2 separate regions of the Zea mays genome follow, and region 2 is linked to region 1. A link is a contact called in public Hi-C data. All regions are on one chromosome and are shown on one strand. Each heading gives the region's core, a stretch centred on a gene start, on an enhancer-like site or on the middle of the called end of the contact. The rest is flanking DNA. Distances are from core to core; before and after follow the strand shown. Region 1 holds the start of LOC103635939 (E3 SUMO-protein ligase SIZ1). Region 2 holds the start of LOC103635941 (LOB domain-containing protein 1).

The links. Hi-C and Micro-C count contacts between places; a contact is called where the count stands out from the background.
Region 2: a Hi-C map of leaf shows a contact between it and region 1, with 5 times the contacts expected there. The contact joins the promoter of LOC103635941 here to the promoter of LOC103635939 in region 1. A contact is called at or near these places in 3 of 25 Hi-C or Micro-C datasets (leaf and tassel).

The regions. Positions count from the first base shown.
Region 1 is chr8:135,185,011-135,189,220 of Zm-B73-REFERENCE-NAM-5.0, reverse strand. It overlaps LOC103635939 (E3 SUMO-protein ligase SIZ1), which reads left to right and starts at 2,464. Exons shown (of 17, transcript XM_008658309.4): 1 at 2,464-2,943; 2 at 3,619-3,699; 3 at 4,047-4,089. The coding sequence starts at 2,917.
Region 2 is chr8:135,385,580-135,389,789 of Zm-B73-REFERENCE-NAM-5.0, reverse strand. It overlaps LOC103635941 (LOB domain-containing protein 1), which reads right to left and starts at 2,152. Exons shown (of 2, transcript XM_008658312.2): 1 at 1,792-2,152; 2 at 1,245-1,637. The coding sequence starts at 2,037. The coding sequence ends at 1,245.

The sequences.
Region 1 (4,210 bases), core at 1,215-3,714:
GTAAGTACCGTTGGTCAAGGGATTGAACGGGGTGTTACAAGTGGTATCAAAGCTGACCCTCGCGGTTTCACGGGCATGTGTGGGTTAGGGGTTCAGGTATATGGTGCATGGCGCATGTGGGCCCAGAGTGGTCACATGGCATGTCATATGACGACACTAGACACACAGACGTGGCTAAGAGGGAAGGTTCCTGTATTGAGGTGACCGACGAGGACGTCGGTCTTCTAAGGGGGTGGATTGTGATATCCTGGCCTCTGGGATGGTGATATCCTGTCCCAAGGCTTAATAGAATTAATAGAGTATCCATACCAACAAGGTGCATCTTCTTTTTCGAAAGTCTATCTCGAAAAAACCTCCAAGTTAAGCGTGCTTGGTTTGGAGCAGTTTGGAATGGGTGACCGACCGGGAAGTTTTTCTCAGGTGCACATGAGTGAGGAAAAAGTATGCACAAAAGACTCGTGTTGGTCTGTAGGGACAACATATGATCCTAGCGAGCTGCCAGGAGTAAGTACCGCCGGTACAGGGATTGAACGGGGTGTTACAAGTGGTATCAGAGCCGACCCTTGCGGTTTCACGGGCGTGTGTGGGTTAGGAGGTCGGGTATATGGCGCATGGCGCATGTGGGCCTGGAATGGTCACATGGCATGGTATATGACGACACTAAACACCCATACATGGCTAAGAGGGGAGGTTCCTGTATTGGGGTTGACCGACGAGGACGTCGGTCTTCTAAGGGGGTGGATTGTGATATCCTGGCCCCTGAAATGGTGATATCCTGTCCCAAGGCTTAATAGAATTAATAGAGTATTTATACCAACAAGGTGCATCTTCTTTTTCGAAAGCCTATCTCGAAAGAATCTCCAAGTTAAGCGTGCTTGGCTTGGAGCAATTTGAGATGGGTGGCCGACCGAGAAATTTTTCTTGGGTGCACATGAGTGAGGACAAAGTGCGCACAAAAGACTCGCGTTGTTCTGTGGGGACAATATATAATCCTAGCGAGCTATCAAGAGTAAGTACCGCTAGTGCAGGGATTAGACGGGGTGTTACAACCACCTGCTAACGTGGCTGATAGCCATTGGATGTCCATCACATCGGACTGTCCTGACACTCTGCGCGGACCGTCCGGTGAATTATAGCCGAGGGAGCCCGACTGAACCCGAGAGCAGCCTCTTCGGCCGTACAATCGCCGGACTATGCGGTGCACACCGGACTGTCCGGTGGGTGGCACTAGACTGTCCGGTGCTGCCGAGACCAGCCCAACTTTCTTTCTTTTGAGACAAACTTCTTTGGCTCCTTTTGACTTGACTTCATATAGTCTCTAGCACTTAGACAAATATGATTAGTACCTAAAACAATTGACTAAGTGCAAGGAGCATACCTTTTTCACTTGGAACCACATCGATTTGTAGTATTCCCATTTTCGAGCGTAAAATGCCTTTTTCTCGATTTGCTTTAACTACATGTGCTCATGCTAATGCAAGATGATGTTAGTCCAAAAATAACGTGTTGAACATTTAATCAGCAAAACGAAATAGAAATCACCCAAGGACACATTTCCCTTTCAAAGTCTCCAACCATTCACCCTATCTAGCTCCCCTATATACTACAATTCAGTTATTTGATATTTTTTCATCATTACTTGAAGTTTTAAAAAACATACACTATTTGTATTACTACAATACACATCATTTCTAGATTACGATACTTAAAAGGGATTAATATCACAAAGTAATACATTAATTAAAGCGTGGGAGTAGATTGAAACTCACCCGGTATGGGGTAGGTTGTGGAGAGAACCGTCGTTGAAGGTTTTCACCCTAAATATCACCCACATCACCCACCTAGGGTTGGGGAGGTATACAGAACACCCTTGGAGGTGGCCTAAGGTGGCTCGATTTATTTGAGGCCCCTTTGGAACATAGGAAAAGTTTTTGAATTTTGAAGGATTAGAACCATATAGAAAATTTTCCTATGTAGCCATTTGAAATAAAGGATTGAGTTACTACAAATTCTATAAAATTCCTTTATGATGACTCATTCTAGTAAGATTTTGGAGGATTTATATCAAGAGATCCAACCTCTTGGAAACTTTTCTTTGTGTCTATCTCTCTCCTCTAATTCCTATGTTCTTCTTGTGTTGCATCTAAACACTCTATTCAAAAGTTTTTCTGTATTTTAAATTTCTATAGAACTATAATTGTCATGCAACTCTATTTCTACGTTTTTTTATTCATACATTTTACCAATCCTAGGAGGCCTGAATTTCAGCGAAAGAGAACCCACTGCGTATGCCACCCATCTCTTGTTTAAAAACCGACGCGTCTGAGTTGTACCCAAAAGCCGTGGGTTGTTGAATATCAGCCCGGCCCATATCGGATCGGGCTGGCCCACGGTGACGCCACGAGTGATGCACAGCGGTGGGTGGGGTCGCCGGCTCCCCGCTTTGGTCGTCGTAGAGGAAGTGAAGTGAAGGCGGGCGGGCAGGGCACGGCATGACCAACCCCGCACGCCGGATGGGTGGGTCGCGGACTCGTACGGCCCCGCAAAAAACCGGATTTGATAGCGGCCGATACGTCCGCCGCGGCGGCTGAATAGGAGAGAGAAACCGCCCCCCCTCTCTCCTCACCCTTTCTCGACGAACCCGTCCCACAAGCACGCGCGACGCGAGCCAAGGAAGACGAGAGCGAGGTGGAGAGAGAGAGAGAGAGGAAAACCCTGCCCCGTCCAGGCAGCCGTCGTCGACGCAAACGGCGGAGGCCACAGAGACGCCACGCGAGGGAGCCCCGCCGCAGCAGCACCCGCGCCGTCCCAATTCGGCGCCCCGATCGCCGGATCTCCTCGCCGGCGCCGGGGCCCTCGATCGCCCTCTCCCCATGCCCGTGCCCCTCCGGGGGTTTCATTGCGCGGGCGCCGGCCATGTCGGACCTCGCTTCCAGCTGCAAGGTATACGTCCGCCCGCGCCCAATTCGCCACCCGATCTCCGCCGATTCCCCTCGAATTTCCCGGATGATTTGGCTGGGCTCGTGGGATTCCCGCCCCTGCCGCCGCTCCGCTGCCCGCTGCCGCCCGGCGGTTATTTCCACGCCGATGTTTAGATGGATTGGCTGAGAGCTCGGATCCTACTTTTTTTGCGCTTGCTGGCACCAGTGCATTCTTTCCAAATGCGGAATCGCGTGGCCGGCGGTTCGGCCTCTTAGATCGCTGCCCGCTGTCGTCAAGCCCCGAGTTTTGGAGCTGCGTGCTGTTGTTGGGGTAGGTGTTCTATGCTGTCTTAGCCGCCGAATCAACTCCTCATGGATTGTACTAATTGATAGGCTAGTGTTGGATTCTTCTGTTGCATGACGCAGTACTCACTTAAGCTGCTCCTAGCTTGCGCATGGCTAACTGAGACCGTGTTACCCATAGTTTACCCAAAACACTGTATTTTCCCACTATATGCAGAGTGGAGTTTGAATATGGGTATGAATATGGTTAAGCTGCTGGAGATATTTTTTCTGAAATGTTTCTTTTTGTTCTATGGATTAACCATGGCAAGTGTGGCGGTGTACTTCAAGCACGCAACATGTAACAGTCGCTCTTGAAGATCTCACATGTTGATTCTTTCCCTGTTCGTCACAGGATAAACTTGCGTATTTTAGAATAAAGGAGCTCAAAGATATCTTAAATCAGCTGGGGTTACCGAAGCAAGGAAAGAAGCAGGTCAGCAAGTGTTTTGCTCTTATTTTTGCTGTGGGGCACTTTGTTCTCCCGGATATGTAGGATCACAACTGATTAGAGGCATGTCATATGAGCCTCCAGGGTGAGCTAGTCATCTGCCCGTACATCATTGTTGGGTCTGTCTCCTGTCGTGCTGTGCACAACTTGTTTTGGCAGTAACCATGGGTTTGCAGGACAAGCCTCAATTCATCAGTGTTGCAATATCAGAAATCAGAACTATCTTCTTTTTTTTTGTTTCCTTGAACACGTTCAGAATCTCATCTTCACTGCACGTGCCTCAGCTTTGCACTTGATGGTATCTGATCTGTTTTCGTAATCGTTGATCGCAGGACCTTGTTGACAGGGTATTGGCTATTTTATCAGATGAGCAAGGTATGTTGGTCTTTGCCCCCACCCCCCAAATATTGTTGTCTTTAACTGCTGCATTTTTTATGCTTCAATATTGGTTAGTATTACTTTTCAGTTGTGCTCAAGCCAGTAGATCTGTTTGTGC
Region 2 (4,210 bases), core at 903-3,402, 200 kb before region 1:
TGACAGAATCTAAAGATGATGAATCCAACTATGATTTGGAGTACGAGGTTCTATCTCATGGATTTGATGACCAGTGGAAATTTGTTGGTGAGACAAGTACATCCAGAAGATTTGAGAGATCAAATGAGGCGGATGGTGCACACAATCACACACATCAAGTCGTGAAGGCCAATATTGACTCTTCAACATCCAACCCTCTCCCGAGTAACACGCCCACATAAACTACTGAAGAGAATATTGCAACTCGGGGCAAAAAAACTACAATAACGATCATGCGGACACGGTCACAGTATATAGCATTGATGATCATCAAAGTAATCCTCTAGAGGCTAACCATCTTTTTGAGGACGAGCATTATGGTCTGGAGGATTACTATCTGTGCTATTTTTTCTACCAAATGTTCCAGATTGGTGTGGCACCTGTTTTTAGTCTTATTATGTATAAATTATTATACACTAACATTTTATTAAATAATTTATATGTCGTCGCAACGCGCGGGCACGAGACTTTATGCATATGTTATTTGCATTGAAAATATATTTTCTTCAAGTTTGCGATTGTTCTACATTTTTCTGCTTTTACTTCGACTATATGTCAGTGTGCCACCAAAAAATCGTGTTTCATCAACTTATGATGAGTCCGTTCAATTGTTTCTTGAATATACTTTTTTGTAGAACCAAATTGAATTTTACAAGGTGGAATATGATTAGAAAAAGGTGGGATGCTGACCGGGAAAGCGCTACTCCCTTCTATGAACTAGCTGGTCGATGATTTTGTTTCCTATCCTTTTTGATTTCTTAACATCTGTTTGTTCATTGGGGAGCACATATGTAGAATGATGATTAATGTTTCTGCATATAATGAATTTTATCATAATATGTTGCCGCCGTAGCAACGTACGGGCATACAGCTAGTATATATATATATATATATATATATATATATATATATATATATATATATATATATATATATATATATATATATATATATATATATATATATATATATATATATATATATATGACATGCACGGAACCACGTTAACCCCTTTGGTTAACTTGGAACTACGACATGATGGAACCGAGTAAAACTTACATGCACCCACCATACACATATATTAAAACTTACATGTAAACTGTATACGTATGCATATAGTATATACTTGGGCGTTGCGTTGACGACGACGAACAGTCGTCGTAGGTAGCGTAGGTGCAGGGACCGCCGGACCGGACCGATCGAGCTCATGTCCAGAGCGCCTCCTCGGCCCAGCTGACGGGGCCGGCCTGCGTCTGATGCAAGGCGCCGTCGACGGCGTCGGCCATCACGGGGTTGGCCGCGACGACCGCCGCTAGCTGGTGACGCGAGGGGGAGGCGGAGTAGCCGGCGGCGCAGTCGTAGGACGGCGGCGAGGAGGCGGCGACCTCGACGCAGAGGAGCGCGAGGAGGTGCGCGTGCTGGGCGCGGGCGCCGGCGAGCTCGGCGTGGGCGCGCGCCAGCTGCGCCTTGAGGTCGTTCACCTGCCTCTGCAGCTGCCAGATGGCGCCGGCGCAGCCGTACACGGGGTCCCGGACGCGCGCCGCCGCCTCGTACACCATGCTGCTCACGGCGTCGCCCCGGTGCGCCTCCGGCAGCTCCTGCATGCGCATGGTCCGAACGATCGATCCATCGGTCAGTCAGAGTGATCAGTCGCAGTCTCGGTCATGACTCATGACATGCGTGCGTGCGTGCGCTTTGCTTGCTGCATGCAAGCACACACAACACAATGCATGGCGTGGCGACAAGGCTGACCTGTAGGAGCTTGATGATGTTGCTGGCGCCAAACACCCGGTGCGCGGTGGCGAACTTGTGCGGCTCGGTGGGCGGGAAGTAGGGCGCCAGCACGCAGCGGTCCACGCAGCGGCGGCGGAGGATCTTGCACGCGGCGCACGGGCTCAGCGCCGGCGCCGGCGGCCGTGGCGATGACGAAGGAGGTGATGGCGCCGCGGCCGCGGCCACGGCCACGGCGCAGACGGCCGTGTCGCTGGAGCAGTCCATTTAGCTGCTTGCTGTGTGGCACGCGCCGGCCGGTATTTCCAAGTTTGGCGGCAACTATAGATGAGGATGACCATATATTACCTGCAGTGCACTAACGCTCGTACAGACGCAAAAATAGAACGAGTCACGGATGCACACCGACAGCAACGTGCAGCATCTACCACAATGCTCACAAGCCCTGGGCCCTCATACCTCATGATACTTATGAAATTAAAAGGGTGTTTAGTTGTTCTCACTAAAGTTTAGTCCGTGTTATATCAAAACCTGAATGTCAATTATGAGTATTAAAGATAATTTAATTATAGAAATAATTATATAGGTAAAGATTAAATGAAGAGACGAGTTTATTAAGCCAAATTAATTCATGTCAGACAAATATTTGTTGTAGCATCACATGGTCACATCATGAACTAATTAGGCGTAATAGATTCGTTTTATTCTTTAGTCCTTATCTGTATAATTATTCTTTATAATTAGACTATATTTAATGATTGCAACTAGCATTTAAATATCCCATATGACGGACTAAACTTTAATTCATGCATCCAAACACCCCTAAGCCTATTAGACCCGTGATCCCGAATGTGGTGAAGTATAGATCTTTAGAATAGTTCGAGTCCTAATACACATAATGACACTTAGACGCAAGAAAATCTCTGCTGGCCCTAGGGTCCTTAAGCTTCCCGATCTCGCTTCATGAAGTCGGCTAGGCCTCGAGTCGAGGCTATCGGGGCCCAAGGCTGCTTTAGTAGAACAAGGGACTCGATACACATAACTATAATCCTGTCGCAAAATATAATGATATCTCTAGACCTATCTAGGTTGTACGACCCCATGAAATGAATTAAACATCTAATGACCTAAGGATAAGTCCCAACCGTAAGATTAACGGATAGTTCTCAGGTACAATACATTAAATATGTGATGTGTGATATTAGAAACCTAATAAAGCATGTTGTTGCCATGGCTTAGGCTACACGATACTCAAGGTCACTATATTGTATATGCATCTATCTTGTAGCCATGTGTGCGCTTGCAAAATATACAATGTATTTGGGTCTTAGTGGGTGGGATCTGATGTTCACGTAACTTCTCTCCTCCCTTGCACTATAAAAGGAAGGAGTTGAGGAACGTGTTAGGAGAGTTAAGGGAAGGGTTCACACATTCAACATTTTCTAGATGCTTTAGCACTAGAGTTCATATAGTAGGTAGTCATAATTAAAGAAGGATTAGAGACATTAGGCTAAAACTTCCACCACAACCATGAGGCGAGAAGGAGCTAGAAGGCCTTGTTGGTCACGGGTGTTTGAGCTTTTAATATTTTTCTCCTTTTTATGCATCAATCGATGAGTAGCAAGAGAGTGTAGGGTATTTCACATACTATGACCAACCTCTCTAATTGCCTATGTGCTGGCTCTCACTCATGCCTAGGTTCAGCATGACCACCGACCTATGACGTGCTTCCTCCTAACTCGCTCTCTTTCTAGTACTCTGGGTATCCTTCGATCATGATGACTATGTCGCATGAGAGGCTCTAGATGAGGCTTTTAGTGCTGCTACACATACGACTCTAGTGATAGATTCAGGTATGACTAGAATCATTTAATGGCTCATAGTCATAAGTCCGGAATAAGAGACAACAATAGTCGTAGACTAACGTTGGTCGTACCCCAATAGTACGAGTGGATCCTATGTGAAGCATTTTTCTTCTAAAAAGTAGGATAGACAGAGGTGAACTAGACACCAACTAGTCTAGAACTCCCATTAGAACTAAAAGTGAAGAGAGAGCTAGCCGATTATCTAACCTAGTTGATATCTGAGTGTGTAATCTTTTCTACTTTTATATTGATAAATCCGTCATACACTAAAAGAACGTAGGATTACCTATGTGCTGGTAGCCATAACACTACTTAGGATCGGCGAACCTCTAGGTTGTGTCCTTCGCTCCATCCTAAGTCATCTTATTTCCCTAGCTTGTGCCCTTCGCTCCATCCTTTAAGTCATCCTATTTCTTAGGTACATTCGGTACTCTAGTATTGTTATTCAATGACAATGTGTCAGTGTCTATGTGTCGGTGTTTCGAACCTGGCTCCGACAAATAAATTTGTGTGCATGTTCCGGATACCAAACGTTGTGCGATGGACACACGATTTATACTGGTTCCTGCAGAACT